2 separate regions of the Bombyx mori genome follow, and region 1 is linked to region 2. The links are chromatin contacts, called in public Hi-C maps. All regions are on one chromosome and are shown on one strand. Each heading gives the region's core, a stretch centred on a gene start, on an enhancer-like site or on the middle of the called end of the contact. The rest is flanking DNA. Distances are from core to core; before and after follow the strand shown.

Evidence for each region. Hi-C and Micro-C count contacts between places; a contact is called where the count stands out from the background.
Region 1: a Hi-C map of middle silk gland shows a contact between it and region 2, with 2.4 times the contacts expected there. The contact joins the enhancer-like site here to the promoter of LOC101736790 in region 2. A contact is called at or near these places in 3 of 7 Hi-C or Micro-C datasets (middle silk gland, midgut and whole pupa).

What each region holds. Positions count from the first base shown.
Region 1 is chr27:5,793,369-5,799,273 of ASM3026992v2, reverse strand. It overlaps LOC101745417 (plastin-2), which reads left to right. Exons shown (of 15, transcript XM_004923454.5): 13 at 507-608; 14 at 1,187-1,356; 15 at 4,388-4,815. The coding sequence ends at 4,556. All of the region lies in intron 1 of LOC134201541 (a long non-coding RNA gene), which reads right to left. Among protein-coding and RNA genes, the nearest start is that of LOC134201542, 30 kb to the left of the region's middle. Within about 2 kb of position 4,398, at least 3 of the 8 cell types and tissues checked have open chromatin away from gene starts, as enhancers often do.
Region 2 is chr27:5,730,695-5,736,691 of ASM3026992v2, reverse strand. It overlaps LOC101736790 (transmembrane and coiled-coil domains protein 2), which reads right to left and starts at 3,206. Exons shown (of 16, transcript XM_062676505.1): 1 at 3,024-3,206. LOC101740640 (dual specificity tyrosine-phosphorylation-regulated kinase 2) reads left to right here and starts at 4,204. Exons shown (of 8, transcript XM_038020824.2): 1 at 4,204-5,338. The coding sequence starts at 4,556. All of the region lies in intron 1 of LOC134201541 (a long non-coding RNA gene), which reads right to left.

The DNA of each region.
Region 1 (5,905 bases), core at 3,149-5,648, 61 kb before region 2:
TAGAACATTCCTGCGGCATCACATAATCGTTGTTTGTGTACGTTGTCTGTGGTTGCAATCGATTTTAAATTTAAAGATAAATAGACACATAAATAGAAACAAATTTTAGAGAAATTGTCGATTCAATTTCGTACAAATTGTTATGTTTTATTAAATTGTAAATTGGCTTAGAAAACGATAAGGCCTTTTTTCGTTTTAATGTCTAAAAGAATTAGATACTTTAAAAAAACATATCTAAGTAATTTTTCTTGATTCAAGTTAATGAAAATAATGAAATTCTTCAATTTATTTTATTAACTTAATGAATGATATAATGAAAATTCTTCAATTTATTTTATTAAGTTAATGAATGATATAATGAAAATTCTTCAATTTATTTTATTAACTTAATGAATGATATAATGAAAATTCTTCAATTTATTTTATTAACTTAATGAATGATATAATGAAAATTCTTCAATTTATTTTATTAAGTTTTAATAACATAATAAAAATGTATTTTTCAGGATGAAGTACTGGCCGATGGGAAGGTCGTTATTGACTTGATCGATGCCATCAAACCGGGCTCCATCAACTACGACCTAGTGCTGCCCGGAGGCAACGAGGAGGTTCGTTCGATTATCTTGTTAACACATTTATCGTGTATTCAGACCCGTAAAAATTTGAATTAAGTTATTTATTTTTCGTAATTAGCAGTGGTAGGGCGTATTTTAGGCCCTAGCTGTGCCGGCTTGAAGTTGTATCTTCTGTTCTTTTTTTATTGCCCTTGTAGGCAGACGAGCATACGGCCCACCTGATGGTAAGTGGTTACCGTCGCCCATGGACTTCAGCAATGCCAGGAGCAGAGCAGAGCCGCTGCCTACCGTAACTTACCGTATCTTGTCTATTTCTGTCTCGAAGTAGTCACACGTTCCAAATTTGAAGAGTGGGACAGTTATAAATTGGAGACATAGGCTTCATATCATTCTTATTTTTTAAACAATACTTATTCATAATGGAAGTCGTTTGTGACATTTGTGAAATATTTATGTCCTTAGGACAGTTGCAACGCTCTACATCGGGCGACCCTTGTTACGAATATCCATAATAAATTGTTACAGATATATTCTGATGTCATGTAATGATTACTTCTAAAATGTTAACATTGTGAACGTAAGAACTGAGGTGTTATGTAATAATTCGACAGGAGAACTTGGCGAACGCTAAATACGCGATATCGATGGCTCGTCGCTGCGGCGGGCGCGTGTACGCGCTTCCCGAGGACATCACCGAACGGAAGCCCAAGATGATCATGACGGTGTTCGCCTGCCTCATGGCGCTGGACTACATACCCACCATGGACGCGCCCGTCAAGCCGTAAGTCGGACCGGCCTGAGCTTGTTGTCGATAAAATTCAGTTTCGTTGTATCGATGATGTCAATGATGGAATTTTACAATATTGCTTAACCTACAATTTAATATATCAAATGCAGTTTTCCCTAAATGGATAAAACAACCGACTAGTGTTGGAAAACTCCCGTTAAAATATCGATAATCTCGTAAATCGTATCTCTTTTTTTAAATATTTCAAATTGCAAAGATATTATTTCTTCGTACTATTTCCATTGATATTCCGTCAATGATGTTGTAAAGACATTTATATGTTAATAAGATTTATAAACGAAATTTAATGTTATCGACACGAAAATAGCCAAAATTCTATGTTCGACAATTAACGGATCTATGTGTGCGTTAGCTTGGGCTGATCGTGTATACATATAAATATAAAATCAATTGTATAACCCACCTCCCCGTTACAACGAAATATATATAGGAGTTGATTTCGCCATTTTGAAAAATAAAAGACTGAAAAATGTCTTACATTCCATACTGTGTATGTTTATACAATACATCATTATTCTGTGCTGTGGTGAATAATATGGAAATAATTCGTTCGCATTTCGTAAAGACTAACAGATTTATTTACAAATGAAATGCATACAATATTCACAATAATTTAAAACGGAAACAATATTTCAAAGATCTATGCCATTTCAAAATATGTACAATCAAAAAAGAAATTGAAATGTGAACTGAATTGATTTATATTTGTTCGATTTATCTTCAATGAAGTAACGAATTGTTTTCATATAATCAATTATTGGGATTGGTGAATGTTTAATTTACTGCTTATTGTGTCTCATACTTTCGTGTTTGTGTAATAGGTGGGAACATTATATATATGTAATATTATTATATATGAAAATATAAACATGCAATATTTAAAAGTATTTAGTAAAAAAATCAGTTGAGAAACTGTTGGTTTTAAGAATAACATGCTGCGTATTCTATTCATATTTACAAACCGATACCTCCAATGAACACTACTCTAACTCAAAATTTTGAAATTTTGGTTTTCCACGCAAATCGCTTCACTATGTTAAAAGTATTACAATTAATCATTATTAATGGGGTTCAAAGCAAGGGTAAATCAGCTAGCTACACAAAAAAACCATAAATATATCTGCAATAATAAAGATTTTATCAACTTTTTTCGTTTAAACGCTCCTCCTGTAAATCTACGAATTTGGAGTTAGCGTAGTGTTCATTGGAGGCATCGAAACATAACTTATTAAAGTTTATATAATATAATATGTTTAATTGATATATTAACTTTCAGTTTTTTTGTTTTTTTACTTGGCCTTTCAACTATATAAATAAAGTTAAACAATAAGCAGCCATGTTTGTAACTAAATGTAGTTTTACGAACAATATATTGTATAATTTCTCTCTTTTATAAGTTATCATTTTAAAACTTCAGCGTTTTATAAAACTGCCTGAAAATACTTAATATACAAGCGTTTTTCTAATTTTTGTAATTCCGTAATGAATGATCGCGGCCTAAAATAAACTAAATATAACTCGTTAAAAAGCGAATAGCTATTGCATTCACGGTACTTTAAAAAAATACTTTTAAATATTAAAAATGAAGGAATTTTAGTGCTTATAAAATAAATTAGTATTAATTACTTGTCAACTTTTATACATTTTTTACAACGAATCTTTTTTTACGATATAATGTATTTTTTTCTCATTTTTTTTAATTGGATTTGTAAGGACACTCGTGCTGCCCGTGCCAACGGAAATGTGCTAAGTAAAAAAATGCACCATTTTATTAAAATGACAAAAAGACATAAACTCAATATAATGCAGTTTTTGTGTATTTTAGATCAACTTTCATTTTATAATTAATTATTCGAAAGTGTAATACGTATTTTATTTATGAATATTGCTTATAAAAACATTGGGAGTTGGCAATCATGTGTGTGTGTGGAATTGATTATGTGATATTACATGGGTGTTTGTATTGTTATGTACAACGGAACTGCGTAATCGTACGTGTCTGTACGTTTTATATACATTTTTGTAGTTACGTATTTTAATGTCATATACTTACAATGTCAATTGTCTACAAATTGACTACGAACAAAAGATTTGTAGACAATTGCGTCGTGCCTCTTTTCTTTTTCATAACTTTATTTACATTCCTTGTTTACTCTGCATTCCTTTATTGGCATTTGTATTTTATAATTATGAAAAAAAAAAAAAAAACATTAAACTCCATTTAATTAAAAATTGCCTACATATTAATTGTATTGCAGAATGTATTTCATATTTTTTATTAGATTTTACATTCCTCAGGGGAAACAACGATTATATTATTTGCTATTATTTTTTTTTAAATGTAAATTTTTTATTTTGTTAGTTTTATTATTTAAGGATTTTTAAAACGATTTTAGAATTTTAGTTTTTTTTTTATCTATGATGATCATTATGCTAAGAATAATTTTGTTTATAAACTGAAATTAACTAACAACGCTGGATCTAGTGATACTTGCTACTTGTCTGGAATGTTTAGACGAAAATGTAAACAAATAAAATAAAAACCGATTTCGTATTTCGCATCTTTTCATTTCTCCTTTTCGCACTAAAACTATTTAGCGACTGTAAATTCTCCACGTCTAAGCGACTGATAATAGATATATAGAATAGAGCAGATTAAAAAAAAAATTACAATTTTAAAAATGGAGCTAACTATTAAAAATAATATGGAATTGGAAATGAATTTTTTTCTATATGCAAATATTTTATTACCTTTATTACCTAGACAAATCAATTCGATTTAATGATTATTGTAAGTTTAACAGCATATATTTACTAACCAATATATCAAGTTGGTAAAGATTATATTAATTCTACTTAAATGCATTATTCGGAAGCGGATGAAATTGATTTGGAATCGAAATCTGCTCATCTTTCGTTACATCGTCTCCCGCCAGTTGCACAGCATCATACCAGCACAATCTGGGGGACCTGGATACTTAAACCGAATCTTGTGTGATTTTAGATCCAGTGATGATGCTGTAATTACCGAAACAGTAGAGACTACAGAGATGTACCAACTGGTGGAGGATTCGGGCTGGGGTATGCCGACTGCTGAGAAACCAGAGCCGCCTCCAAAGCCTGATAATTTATCGCCACTGCCTAGATCTAATTCTGAGGAGTCGATTAATTAGACACAACGGCGACTAGGTTAATAAGGTGGCTGCAAATGAAAGGTCAAACATTCCGTATTTCATTTCTTTTATTTATGTTTAGAAAGGTCTGCAGACTGCTGTTTTTAATGACTAACGGGGCTGAAAATATTTCGTTTTTAGGTGCAGTATTCATTTCATATTTTTTTAATTTTATTTTTGTAAAATTTTATAATGATATATTTAAGATCCAATTTTTTATTTATTAAATAATAAATATTAATAAAATATTAATAATTTATTTAATGTAGTTTTTTTAAATACGCCTTTTTTATTTACTGCTTAGACGGGTGGACGAGCTCATAGCCCACCTGATGTTAAGTGGTCTTTTGATATGACATAAGGACGATATCTCGTTAATGTACAGTGGCTGCCTGCCCTATCTTTCAAAACGGAACGCATGTTTATTTCGCGGCAGAGAAGTTGATCGGTGGTACCTCATCTGTACTCTCAATACATCCAACAAATTATCCGTACAATTTACATATCTATATATTAATACGTGAAGCAAAAACTTTGTATCCCTTTTTACGAAAATTGCGCGGACGGAGAAGTATGAAATTTCCCACACTTATAGAGCATATAGAGAAGAAGTACACAATGATAATATTTTTTTTAAAATAGTGCGTAAAAAATATATTAAATCAATAAAAAAACATTACACACACTACATACCATGTATTTGACGCACACACGCAGGCATACTATTTATTGTCAAAGTTTTGTTCTTGACGTCTGTTGTCAAATTGAGAATAGATTAAATATTGTTTGTCTTTATTAATATTTTTTATAGAGTAGCCTTGGCGAAATTTATGATTAAAGAAGTATAAAATACAATCACAATAGTGTACAGACTTACAATTCCAATTAATTATAGTCGAATTTCGACTACTGCGAGACCTCTAGTCATTAAAGATACCTCAGACTGTTATGTTATGCTCTTACAATAAAAAACAATGTTACAATTTTTTAAGTAACCTAAGGTATATCCCGTTTTCTAAGTAAACTTTATTTTGATTATAGAGGTATTCATTGGTATTGTTTTTCGGAAAATCGGTGCAAACATATTGCGTTATCCAAACGAGGTTTTTTATTTATTATTGAGCCCTTACTACTTGTTGCTACTTATTTTATGCACTAAGTTGCTACTTATTTTGTATTAACTTACATATTTTTAGTATTTATTTGTATTTAATCGTATGTAAGTCTATCTTATATTGTGTTTATTTTTCACATGTGTATAAGTATATATTTTTATGTAAGTTTATTAAGATAAAGCACCGTCCAGTTTGCTTATTCCTCTCGCTGCAAGGTTGCCTGGAAGAGATCGC
Region 2 (5,997 bases), core at 1,957-4,456:
CACCTAAATAATAATAACGGAGAACAAATCACGCACGGTCACTGTTATGGGTACTAGAGACTGATAAACATACTTATATGTGTTTAAATATATAGATAGCAAACGTCTAAACAATGAGCAAACAAACCTTCATCACACAATGTTTACCCGATCTGAGAAGCGAACCCACGACCCTCGACGAAACAGTGAGGGCCCTCACTGTTTCATTAGTGAACCACCGAGTCAGTCAAATGTTAGTTTGTTGATTGATGTAAAAAAAATTGTCTTGTTATAGTACGAAGAACACTGCAGCATTGCCAAGTGCAGGCATCTGGTAGGGTGATGTGAATCTCTGCTATTCTAATAAATGAAAAGTGTTTATCGGTGTGCCTTTCGATTACAATTTATAACAATAGATACTAGTGAAAACAGCCTATGCTCCGTTGTGATAACAACTAAAGTTTGTGAAAAAACCATTGTTGAAACTACTTGCGCGCCACCTGTCGTACTTTAATGATAAACTCCGCATGTGTAAACTATAACTTGACAACATTAAATCTAAACAGAAATAAAGAGATACTAATATTGATTTTTATGTATTCAATATGTTGAATTCTTAAATTAATATAGGAAAAAATTTGAACCAATCAATCATTATTATTAAGTACTATTATTTACGCAGAACTTTTTTTTTCAAGATCTCTACTTGCTAAATGATCACTTAACATACATTATCCTCTATTTACCTCATTAGTATGGTAATTAGTGACAATGTTTATTCAAAGACAAATTTAGAGGCTACATCTTAGTCACTCTATATGATTTGTTACATTGTAACCCCGTAAAGGTAGGTATCACCATCTTGCCCATTTCAGTGGTGAAGCACCACAATTGAAGGTGAGAGATTGACATTAAGATCTCACATCTCAAGGTAGATAGATGGGATCATAATATTGTGATCTCTATGGGCACCGATCACAGGTTAGCACAAGGGGGACCATAAACTTTTTCACTAAGTAAATAAATATGGTAACTCCATTAAAACAAATTGAAGATTAAGTGGCTCAATGTACTACTAGGTTTCCATTAACCATAAGATAGCTGAAAATCAGATGAATGTACAGGATTTAAGTTTCATTCTTTTTACTGCTACAAATCATTAGTTAATTATTTCATGATTTCAAAACCAGTTTAAATGGGCACTTTTCCCTTTATTATTGTTACCAACTCAACAAAACTTATCAGACAATAATGCACAGTTTACTTGTGTTAATTACAATGTCGTAAATATATGTCCAATTTAAACAAATATCATTTAATGAAGATAGTTTTACTTTGTAATCATAACAATCATCATTTTAGTAAAATTAGTTTATATCCCTTAAACCTCGCATGTGGTAAAATTGATCTAAGCTCATTTGTCTAGTTCAAGCCTCTGAATTATAAAGGATTGTTCTTAACTCTTAGCATCGGAAAAAAGGTGGTACACCAAGAGCGTTTCTTTCAAATGTTTTATATATGAAATACTTTATTTTATAAACATAGCAAGCCCAAAGTCCTTTTGTAAACTGTTTGAAAATCTAAAAACATTCAGTTTTAGGGTACTTTTCCTCTGAGCTTTCTCATTGCCAACTTTGATACGTATGGCGATTGGTATGACATCATGAATTATATTTAATATACAAATATATACTGCCATACGAGTTTTAACTATACGTTACTGATTGCCATCTGTGAAATTACTAAAATTCCTGATCAGTCATTTTTTTAAGTTTTTTTTTTGTGAGACATTCATCATTTAATACCAGTTAATAAATGGTTTTTGTTTAAAAAAATATATTACTATTATTTATGAATATAATTATAATATTGATAAATACTCGTGTCAGGGATGTGTTCAAATTGAATCACTAACAGTTTTGTGCATTAGAAAAAGAACATATATTTTGCCTACATACAGGCACACAAAAGAATCATAAGCAAAGCAATAGCAATCTGTTTGTAACTCATTTTAACGTATTTGTGTATGTGGAAATAAACCTGATGCATCCAGGACTGATTAGTAACATTTGTATATTGTTTAGAATACTGACATATTAGTTTTGGAAATTTTTTCAAAGCCTTTGACACTAAATACAGCACTTTTTGACTACAATCTTTTTTGAAACAAAGCTTAATGTGGGAGTTTTGGTGTGAGCACAAGTGCAAGTGCTTAACCTCTATGGTTGTCAAAGACTGCTATTTGTCACGCAGGCCACCACTCATTTGGACCTACCAAATGTGCTGAATCAGCATTCGGGCAATAAAAGAGATATGTCTTCTAATAATCAATAAATTACCCAAACCAAATTTTAAATACATTGTTTAATTCCTGAAGGAAAAAAAAAAGGTATTCAAATATATTTTGAATGTGCTATTTCATAGTTATTATTTTGTGAACAATACATCAAATCCTTGCTTTTGGTCAAGGTTTAGTGGATACCTCGTAAATTATAGCATTATGTACACTCTCAATACAACCTAATGACTCATACACAAGAGAATAAAAAATAAACAATGGGTGTATGATTATTTTATATCAATTTTTGTTTACACATATATTTAATTGAATGTACTGGTTGATTGCCAAATAACATAAATTAAAATCGCGTAGGTACACCGGTCGGTAGAGTAGGAAGTATTTGTCACTAGGGGCAGGGCAGAGCCCTATTGTTACCTTGAAGTTTCATACTAAAAAATGATATACTATATAAATAAGGAACAGTAATAATGACTTTAATGATATATTTTTGTTGTAAATAAGATTATTAATCTAAATAATATCTCATTTATAATATTTTATTTTGTCATTACTAATCTGTCAAATCGTTTTTTTTTTCTTTTTTAAATTGTAAGTACCTCGTTAATGTGTATAATTACGTTATGTGGATAATTTTGTCTTTCAGGGTAATAATAATATTGTTTGCAATACATAGGTTCGTAATTAAATATTAACGAAAAAAAACTCAACTATTGTTCAAATAAAATTTAGTTGCTGTACTTACCGAAATGGGTCCAAACATGCACTAAATGTTGTATTTGCACTCGAATAATATTTACATAATTTCCTTTTAAAATTAAGGACTGTAATTATTTTCAGAATACGATTTCATTAGACGACAGAAAACAACGGAGTAAAATAGACAGTCGCCGATGATAAGTGAATTGAGTGAGAAACTAAACTTTGACAGATGTCGGTAGATGGCGCAATAAACATTTTCAAAGATTCATAGACAATTTTTGGTATTATGATAGACCTAAATCTGTAGGTATAAGAAACAAGAAAAATGTTATTAAAGTTTTTGGAAACCTTGGAATATGAGAGTACTTTAGAGAGTATTAAAATTCTTAGGGTTCATATTTCGAGCGGTGTTCAAAATTGTATTTGAATGGTAAAACCAAGTTGACTTCTAAAGTATTAGGAGGCCTCAACAGAGTATGGAGGGACTAGGTATACTGTCAGATGAAATGTTGTACTTTCTGAAAAAACACAAATTCGGTTTCGCGTGCAGTAGAGCGACCAACTCTAAGGATTCCCAACTATCAACCACTTTTTTGAACGTCAGAATGACGATAATTTGGAACCTCTGGGATCATTGGTTTTGGTTGGACTTTTATTCGGTTTGGTACGTTTTGGACAATGTGATGACAATCAGATGATTCCTTCATCTCCTTTTTACCATCCCACCACCATATAACCATTGCGTTCATCCATTTTACACTTTCAGTGCTTTTTTTTACCGCGTACCATCCCGCTTTGGAACAAATTTTTATTCACTGTTTTTTGGTTATAACATGTTCTTCTTCAGCTTAAGATTGAAGAAACTTCTCTTTGGTAGGCAACTGCATGGCTGTGTTATCATTGATCACGACCATAAGCAACGATGACCATTCATCATAAGACACAGCTGAAAATAAAAAATATATTCAAAGTACTAAAGGATTAGGATCTTTTTCAAAATAAATAATCTTAAATTAATTAATTAAGTTAAAATTATGAAACAACGTAAAGGATAGGTTGACAAAGCACAATTTAGTTTAAGGAGAGTAAAAACTTTATTTCTTCGTCATTCGGTCTTTCATAAAATACAAAGTCAGTGACGGTTTTGAATTGATTAGTGCCATCTACCGGAAATTCAAATGGTGAACAAAACGCATTCTCTCCCACTCGCACTCGCACACTCCGCGACGTCGAATGGTTCAATGACTTTAGAGACCGTTTCTATTTTCTCTCTGGTTTTGTCGTCGGGTCAGGCCGTAAGGAAGGGGGTCTTTGTTTGCGTTTCACGTTCGCGTTGTGCGGTGCGGAGTTATTCGTGATCGCGATTCCTCGTATCGTCGAGAAGGAATGTGCCCGCATTTTTAGTGGAAGCGTGGGTCTCGCTCCTCCCGGTCGATGTGAAATGTCGCGTTTGCCAGAGTGGCGCCATCATCAAGTGCAAGTGCAGTGAGGTGCAGTGGTGGTGTGTCGGAACGAGCGTGGGTCGGTTCGGCCACGGCGACCGAAGTACGCGGAGGTGGCGGTGGCCGTGCGGCCATGACCGGCGACATGCCTCTGGGGAGCGCGCACGCGTTCGGGCTCGCGTTGCTCCGGGACGGGGCACTGCCGCCGCTGGAGCCTGGCCCGCCCGCACCGCCGGCAGCCAACGCGCAACCGCCCGACAAGCGACCGACGGCCGCCGCCGCCAGTCCCGAGCAGGTCATGAAGCTCTATATGAACAAACTCACGCCTTACGAGCACCGTGAAATATTCGACTATCCTCAAGTGTACTTCATAGGTGCGAACGCGAAGAAGCGCCCCGGCCTAGTCGGGTTCCCAAACAATTGCGAGTATGACAACGAGCAGGGCTCGTATATCCACATCCCCCACGACCACATAGCCTACAGATACGAAGTGCTGAAAGTCATCGGCAAAGGTAGCTTCGGGCAAGTGGTGAAAGCGTTCGATCATAAGAAACGCGAACACGTTGCCCTCAAGATGGTCCGCAACGAAAAGCGGTTTCACAGACAAGCACAGGAGGAGATCCGTATACTGGAGCACCTCCGCGAGCAAGACAAGGACAACACGATGAACGTCATCCACATGTTCGACTCGTTCACATTCAGGAATCACACGTGCATCACTTTCGAGCTACTCTCGATCAACTTGTACGAGTTGATAAAGAAGAACAAGTTCCAAGGTTTCTCTCTGCAGTTGGTGCGTAAGTTCTCGCATAGTCTTCTGCAGTGTCTGCACGCTCTAAACAAGAACCGCATCATCCACTGCGACATGAAGCCAGAGAACGTGCTGCTCAAGCAACAGGGACGATCTGGTATCAAGGTCAGTATGCTTAAAATGATTATAACCGGTTGTGTAAAAATGATACTACTATCTATAAAATACCGAGTAATAATCAAACCAATTGCAGTCCTTATGCATATTTCGAAATTTTCATTATTAGTGTTCCATTAGTCTAGTTTTCGTTATCTTGTTTACGTAGCTTAACTGAATTACAAAATAAATAATACACTTCCACAATACGTTTTTAAGTGAAGCAGTATTTGGGGACTTTGTTTAAAAGTTAGAAACCCGTTTTGTTTGCATTCTAACAACAATCACGGAGTCCGAACACCTGTTCACATGGCGCACACATCGGGTAAAATCAATAAGCCGAAATCAGAGAATACAGTTATACTTTTTCTCTTAAAATACTTGTGTGTGCGTCTGATCAGCTGACCACACCCGCAACCTCTGATTTTCACCGGCCCTTAGTATTCTTTTTTTTTTTTTTTGCAAAGACTACGAACTCTATGAAGTATTTTCGTAATCATTCCGAGATAAACGTTATCTGTGGAAAGATCGCGCGAAGCAACGTGTTCTATTTTGATACTTCCCAATACATTGAGGAGACGTTCAAAAGCCATGTGATTTTAGACGGAGTTATTTACGTCAATACACATCTCGTAACCCGAACCAATGCCACTATTGCCGCAATGAAA